2 separate regions of the Rattus norvegicus genome follow, and region 2 is linked to region 1. The links are chromatin contacts, called in public Hi-C maps. All regions are on one chromosome and are shown on one strand. The core of a region is the stretch at or near the end of the contact, and the rest is flanking DNA. Distances in the headings are between cores, read along the strand shown. Region 1 has its middle 70 kb from the start of Ralgps2. Region 2 has its middle 32 kb from the start of Tex35.

Region 1 (4,523 bases), core at 601-3,100:
TACAGGCTGGAGAGATGACTGAGTTGCTATGAATGCTTGCTGAGTAATCAGGAGGACCAGAGTTCAGATTCCAGCAACTGCATAAGAACATTCCAGCAACTCCAGCTTTGAGAGATCTGAAACCCTCTTCTGGGATACACATGTGCAGAGAGGCATGCACAACACCCACACCTACACACATGGCTGTATATATTCACACACACATACACACACTCACACACACTTTCACACACACTTTCACACACACTCACACTCATACACTCACACTTACACACTCACACACAGTCATACACACACTCACACATACACACATATATAAACACACACTCTCACACATATGCTCACATATACATACACACTCACACACAGGTACACACATACACACATATATACATATATATACACACAAGCAGACACAGACTCACACTCACTTACACACACACACACACACATACACACACACACACACACGCAGACTCATGTAAATAGAGGATCGAGAGATGGCTAAGCAGTGAAGAGCACTTGCCGCCCTGCTCTTGTGAATGATCCAAGCATCTGTGTTGGGAGGTTCACAACCTCCTACAATTCCAGCTCCAGGGGATCTAGCACCCTCTTCCGGACTCCGCAAGCATCTGCCCTGGTGTGGATGAGCCACACTCTCACACACACATACTTTTAAAGTAATAAAAATAAATATTTTTTAAAGTATAGTATAGTCACTACACAAACCAATAAACGACTGCTTATCATGCTCATCAAGTGTTCTGCACCATGCATAATTGCATGTACTATGCTTTTATATGACTGATGGGCAGCACGAGTAGGTTTGTTTAGGCTAGCATCACCATAAACCATGTGAGCGATGCGTTCTGCTGCCGCCTGAGCGTGACTCCAGTGCTCTCAGACATTAGGAGTCTTCTGCTTCCTTAGAACCTTCTAAGGTCAGCATCCTGTGCCACGACTGATCGGGGCACTGCTGTGCTGCCCCGTGGCTACACTTCAAAACGACACACCGAATATGAAAAGTGTATGGCTAAAAATTAATTTTATGAGGACTAAAATACTGCAGCCCAGTCTACATAACAGTAACATCGGGCATGTTGTAAGTGAGAACCACACACAGACTTTGCATTTTTGGATAGTAATGTTAAAAAGCAGAGAGTAAACACTACCAAACCTAGTTGGAATATTTAAGAACATTTGCCAGAAACTTAATGGTTATCCTCTTTCTTAGCCAGTGCAGGGTCCAATTCAGAGCAGAGCACACCAGCTGTCCCAATGGAGCTCGGGCTATGGTGCTGGATATTTTCTGAGTCACAACAGCAATTTAAAATTTTTTCTTAAGTAGGGCATGGTGACTTACATCTATAACCCCAGCATCAGGAGACTGAGACAGGAGGATTTCCATGAATTTCAAGCCATCCTTTACTAGAATGTACTATCTAAAAAGCAACAATTTGTTTTTTTTTTCTTCTGCACTAAAATCGACATGTTTGCTCTTTCTGCCTGCTCTAAGAGCTTTCCGGTGTACATGTGTGAGAAATGTGACCACATTTATACAACCAGTCTTGAGGAGAGGGAGAACCCATCTCAAGGCCATGGGAAGAAAAGGGCAGAATTTGACAGAGACAAAGCAGATTTTTTTTTATGAAAGAAAAATATGCCTTAGTCAGTTGGCAGGGTCCTTCTCTGCTCAGCCTACCACACCACAGTTTGGGGTTGCTTAAAAAAGGAACATTTGGGGTGCATGGGTGTTTATATGTTTGAGTCCAAAGGAGGATGCCAGCTCAGAAGTAAATATTTGCCATGGTGACTACTAATTCTGCTATCTGATCAAAAAGAAGTAAACATTTCCCACATTGCATCACAATGTCACTGTGTAAGCAGAACAAGGGAGCGGGGAGGCAGAAGTAAGACATGGCTCGAACACTAAACACAGTTTGTTTTTAAGAAACAGACATAGGTAGGTAACTCTGAATCCAAGAAATAAAAACATTGTCTAAGGTTTTATAGACCCCCTCCCCATTAGGATTCATTCGGAGAGAAGCCCCCGTTGGAGTTTAGGGATATAAGACCAGTGTCAGAATTTTCTGGGAATCAGACAGCAAAGGAAACAAGCTGAGCTGGACCATTTGGCAAAGGCTGAAGGTGTTTCCCGAGCTGTCACATGAGTGGGGTAGAGAGCAAACTGACAGCAAGCATGGTCAGTGTGTTCTGTGTCTTGCCATGCATGGGTCGAGCCATGTAGTGGGCCCTGCCTTCTTCAGAAAGACGCTGACACCCAGTGGAGAATCAGAAGGCCTCGCTGGAGGCTCAGGACTGGACTGATTCTCAGAATATACTCCCTTGAAGTGAAGAAGTATAAGGATATGGGGCATGGCCATTACTGGGTTTGGGGACTAGAGAGAGCTCTTCTGTAGTAGAAAAATACTGCACCTGAGTACGAAGAAACAGGGACTAGCAACTGAGCAAGACTTCTGCCATACTCTGTCAGAATTCTTGGCCCTCCTGAGCTGGAGTCCCATTCTACATGCTGCCGCTGTTTTCTGGGACACTCTGCTGCTTACCAAAAAAGAGCCCTAACTTTGAAGAGGGTAATTTCTACACCGCCATCTTCTTCACCCTGAGCAGCAGAGAGAGCCCATGTGAGGAGAGACTGAGCAGAAGAAGTCGCAGACTACAAAGAGTTTGCTGACCTCTGGGTATAAGCTGATTCATCCCTTGCAAAGGAAAGATTGGCAACAGCTTAAAGTTGTAGCACCCGGATTCTTCGCTGAGGGCAGGGGTGCAGCTGGTGTAGTGGCCTCCATTGCTCAGGGTACAAATGCAAACTCAGAATTCAGTTAAGGAAATTTCTGCCAGCTTGGGGAAGAAAGAAAGAATCGCTAAAAAAAAAAAAAAAAAAAGGAAACAAAAACTACAACTCTCCCATGCAAAGGGAAATGTCTCCTGAAATGTAGCCTTTGTCTCAGCATTTCATCGTCATCCACTTGAGTGCCTAGGTGGGGGTATAAGGTGACAAGCTTAATTCCTGCTTCTCTTGGGATCCGATACACAGCAGGGAGCAGAGGGTTAGTGGTGTGTTTCTGTGGACGGCTGCTGTGTAATCATATGTTTCTAGATTCTTTAACTGGACAGGGAGATTAAGAGCTTTGGTTTTACGGTCAGCAGATCCTCAAACCCACTGGTTCTCAACCTCCACAACACTTCAACCCTTTCATATAGTTCCTCATGGTGTGCTGATCCCCCAGACCATAAAACTATTTCATTTCTACTTAACTATAATTTTGCTACTGTTACGAATCATAATGTAAATATCTGTGTTTTCCAATGGTCTTAGGCTACCTCTATGAAAGGGTCATTTGACCCCAGAGGGGATCTCGATCCATAGGCTGAGAACCACTGATCTAACAGGATGTGGGACTAGGAAACTAGTCCATATTCCCACTTGTGTAATGAGCAGTGCATCTGGACAGGGGAAATCACATGAAGGAAGAGTCATGTAGATTCTGGCCTGGCTTAAGGTGGCGGAAGTTGTTTCCTGGCATAGCTTCCATCCAAGTCTTGCTTTTCTTGGATTTCAAAGAGGACTCTGGGCTTCCTGGTATTGTTACCCTCCCCTTTCAGCACCGACAGACACAGCACTGTGATTCTCCTGAATACTCCTCTCCTCTCTACGGCATTCACGTGCATCCTCCCATTTCTGCATCTCTGCGTCAAGACTGGCTTCAATGCTGATTGTTTTGCCTTGTTTTTGTTTTGAACAAGGTCTCATATAGCACATTGGCTTTGAACTTCCCATGTAGCTGAGTCTAGCCTTGAACTCTTTCTTCTCCAGCTCCTACAGGAGCTCTTGCTTCCAGCCAGAAGTCTTACCAGTCTGGTTGTTCTGAGTTTTAAATCTTGCAAGGTCTAAATGCCTCTGGAGCAATTGGGAGGCTCTAGAACCCGACACTGTGATAATCTGTAAATATTGGTTTAACTTGAATTTAAACCAAACTGAGTTCTAACACATCTGTACCTGAACCCCCTGGGTCTCTGGGACTTGTTTACTCCTTTCGCTGCAGGAAGCTAAAGGCCTGTCTTATCTCCTGGGTCTCTTGCAATCCTAAAATTGTTAAGGAGCAAAGGGCACTGCAGTGCCCTTAGCGTTATTCAGAGCCACGTCTCTAACCCTTCAGAAGTAAGTTGTCACTTGACCCCTCTGCAAGCCTCTGCCCTGCTTGTTCACACCGCAGCAGCCTCCTTCCTCATCTCCTACGGTCCATAGGACTTTGAGAATTCACTCTGCCTGTCCCTGCCATTGGGATCCACTTCTCCCACACTTATGAATGTGGTTTCTTCTTGCCACTGGGACCTTAGCTGAAATGCTGTTCCCATATAAGCTATCCTTGACTTCTTACCTAGACTACACACCCCCACGCCGAGCCAGATACTTCACATGACATCATATTTATTTCCTTATAGTGCTTATTATCACAGAACCATGTTCTGTCCTTACTGGCTTATACCCACACCTCCAG
Region 2 (4,523 bases), core at 1,342-3,841, 75 kb after region 1:
CATCCTTTTTTTTGTTGTTGTTGTTTTTGTTGTTTTTTTATTTTTGGAGCTGGGGACCGAACCCAGGGCCTTGCGCTTGCTAGGCAAGCGCTCTACCACTGAGCTAAATCCCCAACCCCGCAAGCTGAGCATCCTTACACCAGAGACAGCCATGCACTCACTGTCTCTCTCCCGAAGACACATTAAAACCTGGAGAAACAGCACCAAGTTTGAAACAGAATTTGGGGGTTGAACTGCACCCTGCCTGCGTAACCAGAGGGCTCTGGATGCGGTGAGAGCTTGGGCATGACTCCCCCCAATCCCCGAGCTCTCACTGTAGTCAGAGAACCCTGGTCCTCGTGGAGCTGTGTGGACGGGCATCTCCTGAACACTATGAATAAGAGTTTTTGTTTGGATTTGACTCTGTGCAACTGGGCAGCCTGTGTCCAGGGAAGTGGAATCAGAGACTCAGAGCAAAGCCTTGTATTTGCGGGGAAGGTAGAGACCGTTTGTATTTCTCACTTCTCCATGGAAGCGTGAAAACAACAGGCCTGTCTGGCCTGGTTACTGCATTCTGTCTCTGAAGTGTTCACCCTCCAGATTGTTAATGATTCCCTCCTGTACAGTGCACCCAGTCCCCAGGGTGTGGGAGGACAGTCACCGGGAGGGAGGGAGGTGCTGGTGACTCATTTCCCCAAAGATCACTCCTTGTGCTATCAGGGCCAAGATACAACACTGCTTTCAACATGCAAAACACTAGAAATCCCCAAGACTGGCAGTCTTGGTTCACCAGCCAACCTTCCAGTCTATAAGAAGTTCATGCTGCGAGGGAAGGGCATGACGGACAAGTGCATGTAAACTTTTGCCCATAGATAAAGATATTTAAGCATTTTCTTATTACAAAAAGAAATCAAGGCCTGGGGCTATAGCATAAATGTAGCTTACCTAGCATGTAGAAGGCCCTAGCTTCTATCACCAGCACCCAAAGGGGTTGGGGGGAATCTATTCTAATTCCTCAAAAGGTATGCTGATTAAAGAAATAGTGATTGACAGTTCTGAGGTCTGGGAATAACTGAGGCTCAGAGAACTGCGGGGAGACTCAGGCTCAGAGCAAAACTGTACTTAACAAAAGGAATTGGAGTCCCAGGATACAGGTTCCAAAATGGGAGGAAGGAGGAATTTCCCTACAGCAGGATTTATCTGGTGTTGGAGGTTTCAATGCTAACAAAGATATTGTTTTCTGACAGGGTCACTCACAACTTTCCAGAGAGGCCAAGCAGGGGAGAGGGGGAGGATAGGGGGTTGGGGAGACTGCCCCGGCTCAGGCAGGGGGAAAAAATGCTGTAGGGAGATCCAGAAGCTTTGGAACGGAGAGATGGCGCTTTGGAAGTAAGCTGTGTAAAGCCAACAGATTTGTGCTCCAGAAAAGTCCAAAGGAAACCGCAGGCTACCATGCCTAGGTCCTGTCTCCCCTACAGGCCTCACCTCAACTGTCCCTCTTTTCACAAGCACAAAACCAAACCTGGAGAATAGCTCATTCTCAGGTATGAAATCAAGCTTAAGCAACTACCAGAGGGTGCTAGAAAATTTGACCTCTTAGAGGGAATGCCCAGGGAGAAGAAAGATAGGTCTCTTCTCCAGTAGACCTGGCCCTCCCTGCCTGCTCTGAGAGTCTCCTACTTCCTTACTGTTACCCTCCCAGGATTTGCAAGACATGACCCTAAGGTCTGACTTTGACTACAGATCCACTGTGGCTTCTCACGCCATCACCCTCCTGAACCCACTTCTGGTCCATCTGAGGCTTAGGCAAACCCAGGGTCTCTGTGCCCGTTCTGTGAGACTCAAATCCAAGGGGAGAAAAAAAGGCAGCCATCTCTTCATGTGCATGAGACCCTAATCGGTTGCTCGCCTAGATCCGTTCTGCAATCCCAGGACAGAGCTCAGGGGTCTGCGCCACCCAGTGGGAGATACCGGAACTGCATGCAAGCCGTGATCCTGGCCTTCTCCCGGGGCACACTGCAGAGCACAACACATTTAGAAGAGTGGCCCAAAACCCAGAGCACTTTCCCTAGGGGGTTGCTATCATTCTTCTGGTTCTTATGCCAGGAATAAACTAATTTTTTTTCTGAAAAGCCTTCCCCTTGTCTCCAGAGAAAATAAACGGCAGTGGCAGTAATGCCAATAGTACAGCTAGTGACACCTATCATGCCAATGGACTTCAAATTCTCCCTACTTCCCATGTCCTAGGCCAGTGCACTGGCAGCCCAGGGTAGAGCTGGACGTCTTCAGAACTATTACTACATGGAAGCTTGCAGCCCTGGGTTAAACATTACACAGTCCCCAAGCGGTCCTTGCCCTTTAGTCCTGGATGCCCATTAAGCAGAAGCGACCCACCCATGCCTGCCTCCTGCGAGGGTGGCCAAGGGCGCCTGGCTTTTCTTTTTCCGCCTTCAAGAAGAGAAGGGTTATTCTATGTTGCCAACTTTGCCTATCTATGGGAGCAGAGAAAAGAAGGGAGTCCTCCCTTAGCGGGGGGGTGGGGTGGGGTGGTGGTGCTACAAGCTGGCACCAGAACACAGGCAGCCACAGGTGCACCTCTGCCACCCCCCAACGTGCTGCAGCGCCACCTGGCGGCCAGAATGGCACTCAGCGAGGAGAGCTGGCCTGTCGCTCCACTCCACCTGGCGTCCCGAGGCGGTCATCCTGTCCCGCACTGGGTGGGAGTCTCCGGAGGAAAGATTCGTTCTGCTAACTGTTTCAGAGGTTTGGGTCTTCAGGGGAGGGGCTGTGTTCTGAGGCCATGGCAAAACGACATGACTTCTCGTGGCAAGTCTGTTCCCCCTTCGTGACACCGAAAGGCAAAGAGAAAATGAGGCAGGCTGGGGACTTAGGGTCTCCTTAAGGGTACACCCCAGTGTCCCAAGCTCTCCCCCCTATCTCTGACTTCCCACGTGCTCATGCATACGCGCGCGCGCGCGCGCACACACACACACACACACACACACACACACACACACACGAAAACTGTTGAGAATCAGATGGGGTGCGTATCTGAAAAACGGAAACTGTTGATGGATTTGAGTGTAGTGTATGAGGGAGGAAAAACCAAATGACTCATGGGATGGCTTGTCCTGAGCATTTTCAGTAAGAAAAACAAAAGCTAACACCCACTGTCAGCAGGATAAAATTTAAAACCCTTCGCGTATTTTTAAAGTCTTTAAATTTCACAGCACTCCTATGAGCTAAGTGTTATTGTCCCCATTCTCTAGGAGAGGAAACTGAGGCACAGAAAGTTTATATAAAGTCACACAGCTATCAACTGGAGAGATTCCGACAAGAGAGCACTGCTACATCAGGCTCCCTCTTTCAAAAGATTTAAAACCACAACTATTTAATTATTTGTTTTATTGACTTATTTATTTACTTAGGTATGAGGGCATATGTGCCATGGCATGGTTGTATAGGTCAGAGGATAACTTTTCAGCGGTGATTCTCTTCTTCTACTATGGAGGTCCTGGGGGTTCAAAGCCAAGCTTTTAGCTTTAGCAGCAAGCCCCTTGACCCACTGAACCATCTCACCCACCCCTGCTCTCCATCTTGGTAAAAGAGAAATGTTATTACCTGAGACAGAACTGACAGGCAGGGTGGGAAATGGGTGGGTTTCACCACCAGGAAAGAGGGATGACAACTTCTAGTTTGAGTGTGTTCTGAGATGCTGTGTAAAGAGATGCCACGTGGAGGGCGTCCCTTTAGAAGGGGTGCAGAGGACTGTGGGAGGCGGGGGGACGATGCCAGGTCTAGAGTGAGTGATGGTGGAGGCAGACCATTGGGCATTCTTTCAGTCCTCCGGGAGCTGGGACAGGATAATGCTTAGGAAATGTTCTCCTCAGAGGACCCCAGGAAGATGCTGCCTTTGTTCCACAAATGCCTCATGGGTATTCACAGGCCCCCTACCCTGCCCGACTCCAGAGACTCCACCATTCCCCAGCATTGCCAGGAAGGAAGCCTCCATCACCTGCCACGTCAGACTTTTGGTGCAGGACCTCCCTCCACAAGGTAGGAACTGTGTCTCTCTAGAGGGTTAAGGATCAAGACACTTGGCTTAGGTGTGCAGAGCACAGCCTCTCAGCTGCCTACCCCCGCAAGTTGCTGTTTTATGTTTGGTTTTGCCCCCATGAGGATCAGGAAGATTAATTCAGAGCCTCGCGCCTCTTTTCTCACCTGTGAGGTGTTGCATCTGGATGTTCTCCAGGTGTGAAGACCAGCACTTCCCTGCTTCCGTTATCCACATGGCTTCTCTGGCACTTCTCACGGTGGCTTCCCGCTGTCTTTCTGTTTGGGTGATCTGGGAACTGAACTTGGATCCCCTGGAAGAGCAGCGTTCACTCTTAACTGCTAAGCCATCTCTCTAGCCTCTCTATTTGAAAGAACCCTTGCAAGGGAGTCCTGGAAGTCAGCCCCTCCTTCCCTTCCCTGCACAAGTGCAGACTTCCTATCCTGTACAATCCAAGTGGGGATGTGACCCATAAAGGTCATGGACAAGA

The links. A called contact is a pair of places that touch in the nucleus more often than the background predicts.
Region 2: a contact with region 1 is called in a Hi-C map of liver, with 7 times the contacts expected there. The contact joins two enhancer-like sites. A contact is called at or near these places in 6 of 12 Hi-C or Micro-C datasets (the A7r5 cell line, hepatocytes, kidney and 2 more).

Annotation. Positions count from the first base shown.
Region 1 is chr13:71,674,746-71,679,268 of GRCr8, forward strand. No RefSeq gene overlaps it. Among named protein-coding and RNA genes, the nearest start is that of Ralgps2, 70 kb to the left of the region's middle. Within about 2 kb of position 1,851, at least 3 of the 93 cell types and tissues checked have an H3K27ac peak or open chromatin away from gene starts, as enhancers often do. A contact at or near this core is called in hepatocytes and liver, where this site is marked.
Region 2 is chr13:71,748,755-71,753,277 of GRCr8, forward strand. No RefSeq gene overlaps it. Among named protein-coding and RNA genes, the nearest start is that of Tex35, 32 kb to the right of the region's middle. Within about 2 kb of position 2,592, at least 9 of the 93 cell types and tissues checked have an H3K27ac peak or open chromatin away from gene starts, as enhancers often do. A contact at or near this core is called in hepatocytes and liver, where this site is marked.